Regions from separate parts of the Capra hircus genome. Here region 1 is linked to region 2. Evidence: chromatin contacts called from public Hi-C data. All regions are on one chromosome and are shown on one strand. Each heading gives the region's core, a stretch centred on a gene start, on an enhancer-like site or on the middle of the called end of the contact. The rest is flanking DNA. Distances are from core to core; before and after follow the strand shown.

Region 1 (5,754 bases), core at 1,784-4,283, 61 kb after region 2:
AGAGTTCAGCATCAGAAAGGACTTCCTGACTGTGAAGGGTGTGCACCAATTAAGCTTGTTTGTTTTCCTTCCCTGGAGTTCTTTAATAGGAAGCAGGAGAGCGAGGCTGGTAGGGGGGTGGGGATTGAGGGGCTGGCAATGGGCTGGGGGAGGGGGCATGGCCTGGCCGCTGACACGACAGAGCGACCCCTAGCGGTCTGGTCAGGACACACCTCCTCTCTGTCTTCTCAGGCTTGTACTTGGCACCCAACTCCTGCCAGGGCCGCTGCCTGGAGGCCTTCGACAAGCACCACCCATGCCACTGTAATGCCCGCTGCCCAGAGTTTGGAAACTGCTGCGAGGATTTTGAGAGCCTGTGTGGCCATGGTCAGTCTCCCGCTCCCTTCAGCGTAGCCCTGGAGGCAGGGGGACTCTCTAGAGCAATGGTTCTCCAAGCGTGGCCCCTGGACCAGTAGCATGAGCATAATCTGGGAATTTATTAGGCGTGGAAGCTCTAGGGCTCAGTCCAGATCCACAGAATCAGAAACTCTGGGGTCGGGCCCACTGATATGTTTTCACAAACCCTCCAAATGATCCTGATGCTTGCCAAAGTGCAAAAACCTTCCTAGTGGCAGGGGACCATGTGGGTATTTTGTGCTAAGTGTAAGGATCCTTTAGACTCTTAGGGCTTCCCTGGGTGGCTCAGACGGTTAAGAATCTTCCTGCAATGCAGGAGCCCTGGGTTCGATCCCTGGGTTGGGAAGGTCCCTTGGAGAAGAAATGGCTACCCACTCCAGTACTCTTGCCTGGAGAGTTCCACGGACAGAGGAGCCTAGTGAGCTACAGTCCATGGGGTCACAAAGAGTTGGACGCGACTGCGGGACTAACAGGCTCTAGGCCACTGCCCTGCAGTCACTAGGGTGCCCGACTGCAGCCCCCTCCCCTGATGCTGGCTCCTGGAAGGTACCTGAGCTGGGAATGTTCGCAGATAGCTACCTGCCTCCTGGCCTCCATCGAGCTCTGAGATACCCCTCCCCCAATTCCTCTCAGAGGGCTTCTCCCACAGCAGCGATGCCATAAGCAAGGAAGAACTGCAGAGTGTCTCTGAGAAGATCTACAGGGCAGACACCAACAAAGCGCGGAAGGAAGACATCGTTCTCAACAGCCAAAACTGCATCTTACCCTCAGAGACCAGAGACCAAGTAGACCGCTGCCCAGAGCCGTGAGTTCCCTGAACGCCTCTTCCAGCAAAGCCTCTCCCCGAGTTTTGCCTCCTTTGGTGCCTCAGCTCTTTTCTCCTAAGGCAGGGGATCGAAGGCAGAGGGGAAACTGGTTCTCTGGAGACATATAAAGCCGGCCTGAGGGCCTGTGGGCATCCATGTGGAAGGGTTTCTGAGCTTTCCCAGGTGGCACTAGTGCTAAAGAGCCTGTCTGCCAATGCAGGAGACTTAAGAGGTGTGGGTTCTGTCCCTGAGTCGGGAAGATCCCCTGGAGAAGGAAGTGGCAACCCACTCCAGTATTCCTGCTTGGAGAATCCCATGGACAGAGGAGCCTGGCAGGCTACAGTCCATGGGGTTGCAAAGAGTCAGACATGATAGAAGCAACTTAGGATAGATGGATTGGCTGAGAATAGAACTGACCTTCCAAGAGACGAAGTGGAGAAAAGAGTGACCTCATGCATTGTCCCCAAGAGTATCTGAGGGCCCCACTCTGCCTCTGGACCCAGTCCTCACATGCCTGCCCTGCATCTGGACATTCTGGAGTGTTTCTGCTCCATGTCCAGGCCTCTCACTGGGCCTCACTCTACCTCCCCAAGGCTCTTCACATATGTCAATGAGAAGCTCTTCTCTAAGCCGACCTACGCCGCCTTCATCAACCTCCTCAACAACTACCAGCGGGCCACGGGCCGCGGGGAGCACTTCACAGCCCAGGAGCTGGCTGAGCAGGACACCTTCCTCCGAGAGATCATGAAGACGGCTGTCATGAAGGAACTCTACGGCTTCCTCCACCAGCAGAGTGAGTGAGGCGGCGAAGCCTCCCCCTAGGCCCGCGAGGGAGGTCATGCTGAGGACTCGGGGTGTGCCTGCCGGACGGGGCTCCATGGTGGGCAGGTTAGGAGAGCAGGTGAGGATTTAGGTGGAGGCCAGTGTATACCTGGGAGGGGACAGGGGAGGGGCCAGAGAAAGGAGCCCATGGACTCCAGCAGGAGTTGAAGAATCCTCTGCCTGGCTTGGGAGTCATCCTGTCTTTTAACCTAATCTCAGCACCAGGGGGCTTCCCTGGTGGCTCAGACGGTAAAGAATCTGCCTGCAATGCAGGAAACGATTCTATGCCTAGGTCGGGAAGAACCCCTGGAGAAGGGAATGGGAAGCCACTCCAGTATTCTTGCCTGGAAAATCCCACGGACAGAGGAACCTGGTGGGCTACAGTCCATGGGGCCGCAAAGAGTGGACACCACTGAGCGGCTAATACTTTCACTTTCTTTCAGCCACCTCGTTTATCCTCCGTGAGTATGTCAGTCTCAGGGTTCACTGCAGGCTGTGAGCCACCCCCCCACCCCGCCCCCTCAGTGGACCCCAGGCTCAGCACCATTCATTTTCCAGGCAGGAAGACTCCCTGTCCCTGCTCCCTTCTCAGGCAATAAGTCCAGGAAGGAGGCCAGCCCACTTCACTTTTTCTTTTTTTTTTTGCTGGGGAAGTAGCAACGGAAAATCAACAAAGGTTCAGAGTAGGAAGTTTTACCGGGAAGGGTTCTAGCTGGAACGGTTCCAATAGAGATACATTCGAATCAGACCAAAAATGGCTTGGGCCTCAGGGCTTCTTGGCACAGGGTGTGTTTGTTAGTGTCCTCTGAATTCCTTCCCTGAACTCCAGGCAGCCGGGCCTGGCCTGGGGGCGGCTCCAGCCAGGTCGCCCTTGCTGGCGGGGCGGAGGATGGCCTCTGCTCAGACACCGCATTCCATCCTTGGGTGGCCTGGTTAAGTTAGTAACTTTGTTTAGGTAAAGCCAGCGACACACAAGCAAACCCTACGAAGAGGGCGTGATCCTGCACTGCCCCCTGGTGTCCTCTTTGTGGTAAACACGCGAGAGGATTTTGGAGGTGGAGACGGCCCTACTGCAGGCTCTTCCACTGCTCACCCAGTCTTCCCTTCTCTCCCTATCCAAATCCCACTTCTTCAAGTTCCAGCTCACATTCTACCTCGTTACGAAGCTGCACTCGCCGCAGCTTGCGGCAAGGGTTTGGACTCTGTCTTAAAATACCTTTGGAGCAGAGAGACTTGCTTTCACTTGTTAATGAAGCAAGTGACCCCGGGCCCTTTGGCCCTTTGACCCTTGGACCCTGTCTGAGCCTTGTCTGTGCAGTGGGGTCTTGGGAAACTGATGCATGGAAAGTACTCAGTGAAAAGCAGTCATCATTCAGACTGTGAAGCTCTTCTCTGTTACATCGTATATTTTTATTTTTTTTAAACTAATTTTTATTGGAGTATAGTTGCTTTCTAATGTAGTGTTAGTTTCTACTGTATAGCAAAGTGAATCAGCTATATGGTATGTCATGTATCTTTAGTCTTGTTTTCCAACTATGTTTTAAGTCCTTGAAAGGAGGGAATATGTCTGGTACATCTTCTATGCCCCCTCTCACAATTCTAGGCAGTAAACCTTTGGTATTTGATGGCTCCCTAATTCAGATCCCCAGCCCTGACCTTTCCTTTGGGTCTCGCTGGCCTTTCTGACATCTCCACCTGCCTAACTGGCATCTACTCAGAGCTTAGTGTAAAGAGAACTCACAGTTCCTGCCTCTTCCTCCAGACAGGCCCGCTCCTTTCTCAGCCTTCCCCATCTCATTAATAGTTCCATAATTCATCCAGCTGCCTGTGCCCAAAGCCCAGGAGTTATATTTGATTCTTCTCTTTATGTCACCACTCTCCACCCCCATTTCCTCCACCAGGAATTGTTGTTGTTGTTGTTCAGTTGCTAAGTCCTGTCTGACTATGTGATCCTATGAACTGCAGTACACCAGGCTTCCCTATCCTTCACCATCTCCTGGAGTTTGCTCAGCTCATGCCCACTGAGACAGTGATGCCATCCAACCATCTCATCCTCTGCTGCCTCCTTCTCCTCCTGCCTTCAACCTTTCCCAGCATCAGGATCTTTTCCAGTGAGCCAGCTCTTCATATCAAGTGGCCAAATTAATGGGGCTTCAGCATCAGTCCTTCCAATGGATATTCAGGGTTGACTTCCTTTAGGATTGACTTCCTTTAGGATTGACTGGTTTGATCTCCTTGTAGTCCAAGGGACTCTCAAAAGTCTTCTCGAGCACCACAATTCAAAGGCATCGATTCTCTGGTGCTCAGCCTTCTTTATGGTCCAACTCTCATATCCGTACATGACTACTGGAAAAGCCACAGCTTTGACTATACGGACCTTTGTTGGCAAAGTGATGTCTCTGCTTTTTAATGTGTTGTCTAGATTTCTCATAACTTTTCTTTCAAGGAGTAAGCGTCTTTTAATTTCATGGCTGCAGTCACTGTCAGCAGTGATTTTGGAGTCCAAGCCTGATACCACTCTGACATGAAGAATCAATGTGAGAATTGAAAGCAGTTAAAACAGTGCCAGGAGAAGGCAATGGCACCCCACTCCAGTACTCTTGCCTGGAGAATCCCGGGGACAGAGGAGCCTGGTGGGCTGCAGTCCATGGGGTCGCTAAGAGTTGGACACGACTGAGCGACTTCACTTTTATTTTTTACTTTCATGCATTGGAGAAGGAAATGGCAACCCACTCTAGTGTTCTTGCTCGGAGAATCCCAGGGACAGAGGAGCCTGGTGGGCTGCTGTCTATGGGGTTGCACAGAGTCGGACACAACTGAAGCGACTCAGCAGCAGCAGCAAAGCAGTGCCAGGCACGTAGAACATAGTAACTCTAAAATACTTTTGTTATTATTACTGTTTGATCAAGCTCCAGCCCTTGTATGCTGACTTCTGACTGCCTCTCAGACCCCCTCTCCCACCACTCTCCCCTCTTGCTCACTGTGCTTCCCCGTGTAGACTCTTAGCTCTCTGAACACCAAGTTCAAGGCATCCTGGAGCCTTTGCACCTGCTGTTTCTTCTACGTGTAAGCATGTTTCTCCCAGGTCTTTGTACAGCTGACTCCTTATCCTTCGGATCTCTGATTAGTGCCTTCTCAGAGGCGTTTCTGGCTTTCTAGAAGAGCACCTCATCCCCACCGCCAGTCATCATGGGATAATCTCCTTTGTTTTCTTCATAGCACTTATCTGAAATCATCCTGTTTATTTGTTTATCATTTGTGTCCTCCACTGGAATGTAAACTATAAAGTCAGGGATCTGGTCCTTGTGATTCCCTGCTGAATCCTCAGCCTTCAGGTCTGGGCCTGGCACAGGACAGGTGCCCCAAACATAACTGCTAAACAAACACCTGCCTCTTGTCGAGTTGGGAAAGATGGCCCTTCCTTGCTTCCCAAGACCTGGCCCTGCCTTCCCCTCTCCTAAGTCTTCTGTGCTCCTCTCCCCAGACCGCTACAGCTCGGAACAGGAGTTCGTCAGTGACCTAAAAAACATGTGGTTTGGGCTGTATTCCAGAAGCAAAGAAGAGAGGGACTCAAGTGGCTTTGAGCACGTCTTCTCAGGTGGGATTACTCTGCTTGGGAAGAAAGAGGTGGAGGGATGAAGAGGGACGCTTCCCTCAGGCATGGGGCAGTGTCCACACTGATGAATCAGCAGCCATACCAGCTCGCAGGCCAAGAGGGAGGGGACTGAGG
Region 2 (5,524 bases), core at 2,228-4,727:
ATTTCTGGGTTAGGAAATGCTGAAATAAGGGCCTGTGAGATGCCCTCTCTTAGTCCACTAGCTGCGCTCCAGCGGTGCCTCCCAAACACCCATGTATCCACCCCCACATCCACCCATGTAGCAAAAAGGGCTGAGCAGGAGGAAAAGGAAGACGACCATTTGGGGTGTTCCAGATCCCAGCTCTCCGTTAATAAGCAGGCACAACCTGCCCCCACCTCTCACTTCCCCTGCTCACAGGCCTGGCCTCCAGATAAACACCAGCCACATCTGGAAGCAGGCCCATCCCCACACACCCTGGTTCCTGCCTCTGTCCATAGAAGAGGGACCAGCCCTAACTCCACCCAGGTGGTCAGTGAGGCAGCAAGAGCCCCCGGGGTTCCTCCCTCACCTCAGCCCTGCTCCCTTCCCTGGGACACTGACTGCAAGAAGCCTGGTCTGCATGACTCAGGGCAGAGCAGATAGTTTCCCAGGTCCACCCAGCTGCGTGTCCATGCCAGACCTCACTCCTTGCTCCAGCCCACCTGCCTCAAGGAGTAGGGCCCTGCTTGGCTCGAGGCATTAAAGGCACACAGCTGGTCAGTGAAAGAACCCCCAGCAGCTGGGTTACAGGTGAGGAGCCAGGAGGAGCCCAGGGGGGCCCACAGGGAAACGCAGACGAGTGAGCCACTGAAGCTGGGGCCCACCTGTTCCCCCACCCCTCCCCTACCCCTGCTTCTCTCACTCACAGCTCACGGGAAGAACCCAGAGCCCGCTAGACACCCAGCCAAGCTTTCCAATCTTACTCTCTGTTTTGGTCTACTAGACCTAGAGTCAGTCAGTCTTCTTCCCAAGGGTTCCCAAGCAAAACCATTTCTCCAGCTTCTCCTCCAAGCCACTTCTAACAGGATCGGGGAGAGTGGGTCTCCACCCAGGCACATTTTCCCAGGGGCTCCAGGAAACCAGCACCCCCCAGCAGCCCCACCTGGCACACAGGGGAAGGAGTGCGCTAGGGCTGCCCTCTGGTGACTCGGCAGTTTCTGAAAATGCCGAGTCAGAAGTGGGGTGCGCACAAATCTGCTGATGATTCACCCCCAAAAGAGGAAGAGGCTGACTGGCTGCAACACTCTCAGCACCCATTCACATGGAGCGGGCGTGTGGCCCTCACTGCCCCTCCCCCCACCTGCCACGCTGCTACCACGAGGGCCACAACCACGGCAGCCACTACCACCATCACTGGGCATCTTGGGTTCTGCCGAGGCTGTCAGGGAGGTGCCAGGATCCTGCCCCAGCTGTTGCTGCCCTCACACCTCTCCCCGCAGGAGCTCCATAGCTGGCCTGTCTCGGAGGCTAAGGGAGGTCTTCAGGGAGGGAGAGAAGGCAGGACTGGGTCAGAGGGAAACCCTGGGACTCCCCAGGGCTGCCACCCAACAGGAAGCTGCAAGATGGGTGATTCAGGGAGAGGACAGACAGCTGTTACATTCTAGACCTGAATGGGGGCCTCACACAACACGCCTGTCGGCAGCATCTCCTCCCATTCCTAACAGAAGAGGAAACTGAGCCCAGGAGGCATCGATGTGCCTGCGGTCACACGGCTCGGTGGGGCTCACTCCATCAGGTCAGACTCCACACACCCAGCTCGGATTCCAGGGGTGGCCCTTCCTCCTCACCCCCAAGCAGCCCCCTCCTGTCAGGTCGGATCAGGGCAACCCCTGGGCCTCGCCTGAGGAGTCACCCTGCCATCCAGAGGGGAAAGCAGCAGGGTCGAGGGAAATGGGAATACTTTGCAAGGACAAGAGAACCAGGAGGAACATGGCAGGCAGGGGAGAGCGGGCTGCAGAGCGGAAAGGGGCCAGGGGTCCTTAGATAACTGAGCAGAGATGGGCAAGCTGGCCCCCAGGAGGACAGGAACCCACAGGTGGGGAATCCAGGCGGGCATGAGGAGCAGCCCAGCTGGGCACCCACTCACCCTTCCTTGGAGACCCCCAGTGCTCGGCTTGGCATTGCTTAGGCTACGGTAACCTGTGCCACTCTTACAAGGCAGAAACCCCACCTCCGTTCCTCCTCTATCCAGACAGTAGTCAGTAAGCTTCAGGGCAATGAGCAAATCTAGTTATTTTTAGTTAGTCCATTTAGGGCTCTTTTGGCAGAGTTTAGTTACCAATAAGATCATCCTAATGTAGAAGCATTATCCTCACATGTACTTTTTTCCCAGAGTGCTTTCCCACACATATTATTTTATGGAGCTGTGTAACCCTGGGTAAGCTATTTATTTACACTAAGCCTCAGTTTAAGCCTGACCTGTAAAATGGACACAGGAATAATGCCTAATTAAGGATTAAATGAGATGGCGGAAGCAGTTTGCTTAACAGGGTGCCCGACATATAGAAAGCGCTAAAAAAAAAAAAAAAAAGGTGAGCAAGTAGAAAAAATGTTTCTTCTTCTCACCGACTCTACAACATAGACAGGTTAAGAACATGCCCAAAGAGGCAGAGCAAGCACAGAGCGTTGGTAAGCACGGGCTCCACCAGCGCGCTGACGTTCTCAACACCAGTGCTAGCCTCCTCTGCCCTACTGGGGGCACAGAAAGAGAGGCTGGCGGCGTTTAACGGACCTTGGCCCAGGAGCCACAGCAGAAGGGTGGCACAGAGAGACCGACGTGGTGGAAAGAAAACGTCAGTTTCCCTCAGACCCCTAGCGCAGTCCTGAGTCCCCGCCGAGGACTCTGCCGGGGCTGGGCTCCACCCTGGAAGGAGGCAGCCGGGCTTCCCCGAGAAACCCAGCCCTCCTTTCCACTGACTCCCTCTCCGCGCTCACCCAGCCTCCAGGGAAGGGGCGCGGATCCCCCAGAACAAGTGCCTGTGTGTTTGGGTGTCTTCACACCTGGCCGCCCATAGGAGGTGGCGAGGGCAGCGGGCGCACAGGGGCGCTGTCACCGAGGCACAGGGTGGAGAGCGGACGGCTAACCTGGGGGCTGCGGGGCTGGTGAAAACGGCAGAGGCGGGACGTCGGGGCCCCGGGCTTGGGGCGGGCATTGGGTCCCCGAGGCCCCCTAGGGATGCCCAGAAGCCCTGGCCCACGCGGGGCCTGCTCTGCCCACGGCCAGTCTTGAGTAAACACGCCACCCACTCCCCGGGGAAGCGCCGCCCGGGAGGAGCTTCCCGGAGCAGCCGCCGGCGCCTCCCCGCAGCCGGGCGCCCGAGCCGCGGGAGCCGGACCCCAGCGCCCCCCGCGCGCCCCGGGGTACCTGCGAGCCCCCCCATGGCCGCGGTGCCCGGCTGTCTGTAGACCACCGTCCAGACGAGGAAGATGGAGAAGCCGGCCACGGAGCTGAGACCCGAGTAGGCGGCGCGAAGGCCGAGCTGCAGGCGGGACGGGGCCATGGGGCTGCGGGTTGCGGGCGCCGGGCGCGGAGGGCGAGCGCGGCCGCTGGTCACAGGTGCAAGGCCCGGAGCCGGAGCGGGGAGCCGGGAGCCGAGCCGGAGCCGCCGGCCGCCCGCGCTCCGCCCCCGGCCCGCCCCCTGCGCCGCCGGCACAGCGCCCTCCCCGGCCGGAGGCCGCCCGCGCCCGGAACCACCGCGGCGAGCGCGTCCTGGGCTTGCCTGCAGTCTGCGGCCCGGATCTCTTGGGGATGCCGCCTAAAAGGGCAGGTTCCGGGGCCCGTCGTCTGAGCTACCGTATCGGGATATTTAGGCCTTGGCGGGGCCCGGAAACACTGAGCTCTACAAACCAGCTGCGGTGTTTGCCTTTAAAATTTATCACGTTCTCGTTTAAAATGTAAGATGTAAATTTCTCGTTAAAAATCAATTATAAAAAATTAAGATATAGGAAATTACACGGCGAATATGATTGCTTTCGAGCCTATCTATCCATCAGGTTCCCTCCTCAGGCGTTAAGCAGTCTCAGCAGATGCTTCTCTCGGAACCCTTCCGGTCTTCCTTCCCGTCAAGGACAGCTCCTTTCTCTAATCTCCACAAGCGTACCCCTCCCACCCAAAATCTACCGAACGCCACTTCCATCAGAGTCAGACAAACCCAAGAAGAGACTGGAATCTGTAGCAGATGTATACTGAGCTAGGGCTGCGGGCCCAGTGCCATGCTGGGGGCCCGCAGAGAAGACCAGAATGTAGCCCACGGAGCCCTCAAACATTTATGATATAGTGGAGGAGGCTCATCCCATACTGGCAAGAAGTGAGTATCCGATATACCTTGTATTTATTTCTTTCCCCTGCTGTAGCAAATTACCACAGATCTAGTGGCTTCAAACAACACACATCTATTATCTCACATTTCCGTAGGTCAGGTGTCCAAAAATGGAACTCAGAGGGTTAAAGTCTAGGGGAGGGCAGGGCAGCCTTCCTTTTGGAGGCATGAGGGGGAAAAGCTGTTTTCTTGCATTTTTCAGCTTCTAGAGCTGCCCACAGCCCTTGATTCCTGAGTGTCTTCAAAGCCAACTCCATCTTCAAAGCCAACAATCACACCACCTCGACCTCTGCTTCTGTCCTTACATCGTCTTTTCTCTCACTACCTCTGCTGCTTCCTTCTTTTCCCTTATAAGGACCCTTGTGATTAAAAACCTGGATAATCCAAAGTAATTTCCCCATTAAGATCCTTAACTTAATCGCACCAGCAAAATCCCTTTGGCATGTGAAGTAATAAATTCACAAATTCTGGGGCTCAGGACACTGACATCTTGGTGGCCCATTATTCAACTATCACATCTCTCTGGAATGTCATCTCCACGAACAGCATCTGTGCCTCTTTCATTCACACCAACACATAAAAGAGTTTCCGACATTTCAAATCCCCTTGGTAAACATTTGTTGAATGGATGAATGTGAGTGAATGAAGGTAAGAATTAAATAACAATAAAGGAGATCATATACAAGAACTCTAGTCAGGACATGATTACTTGCCAAGTGAATGATGTAAACCACATTTGCCTCACTTTTTTTTTTTTTGGCTGCACTGGATCTTTGTTGCTTTTTCACAGGCTTTCTCTAGCTGCAGCAAGTGGGGGCTACTTTTCCTTGGGGTGCAGGGGCTTCTCATTGTGGTGGCTTCTCTTGTGGAGCACAAGAGAAGAAGGCTCTAGCGTGCCAGCTCAGTAGTTGCGGCCGGAGCTTAGTTGCTCCAAGGCATGTGCGGTCTTCCTGAGACCAGGGATCTAACCTGAGTCCCCTGCATTGACAGGCAGATTCTTATCCTCTGAGCTACAAAGGAAATATTTGCTTCACTTCTGAATAGCCTGGGGAGCTTCTTTAAAAAAAAAAAAGACCCCAGAATCCACCCCTGCCTTATTAAGTTTGAATCTTGGAAGTATATATATTTTTAATGAGAAGTGATTTCAATTTGGTGAGCTCGGTGTCCAGCCCTCCTTTGGGAGCTGCTGATGGAGGGAGTCACTGCTGGCTGTTCCGAGGAGGGAGCAGGCCCTGTGGTCCAGAGTGCACTGCCATGGATGACATCAGAGCTGGCCTGCGGGGAAGCACTCCATGCGGTGGGAGCAGCCTGGGGGACAGCCCAGAAGGAAGAAATAACGTGGCAGG

What was found. Hi-C and Micro-C count contacts between places; a contact is called where the count stands out from the background.
Region 1: a Hi-C map of blood shows a contact between it and region 2, with 3 times the contacts expected there. The contact joins the enhancer-like site here to the promoter of SLC48A1 in region 2. A contact is called at or near these places in 2 of 5 Hi-C or Micro-C datasets (both in blood).

Annotation. Positions count from the first base shown.
Region 1 is chr5:32,140,313-32,146,066 of ARS1.2, forward strand. ENDOU (poly(U)-specific endoribonuclease) reads left to right here. Exons shown (of 9, transcript XM_018047884.1): 3 at 232-366; 4 at 1,030-1,201; 5 at 1,796-1,995; 6 at 5,509-5,622. Among named protein-coding and RNA genes, the nearest start is that of ENDOU, 11 kb to the left of the region's middle. Within about 2 kb of position 3,034, at least 4 of the 5 cell types and tissues checked have an H3K27ac peak or open chromatin away from gene starts, as enhancers often do.
Region 2 is chr5:32,078,865-32,084,388 of ARS1.2, forward strand. SLC48A1 (heme transporter HRG1) reads right to left here and starts at 3,478. Exons shown (of 3, transcript XM_018047881.1): 1 at 3,224-3,478. The coding sequence starts at 3,359.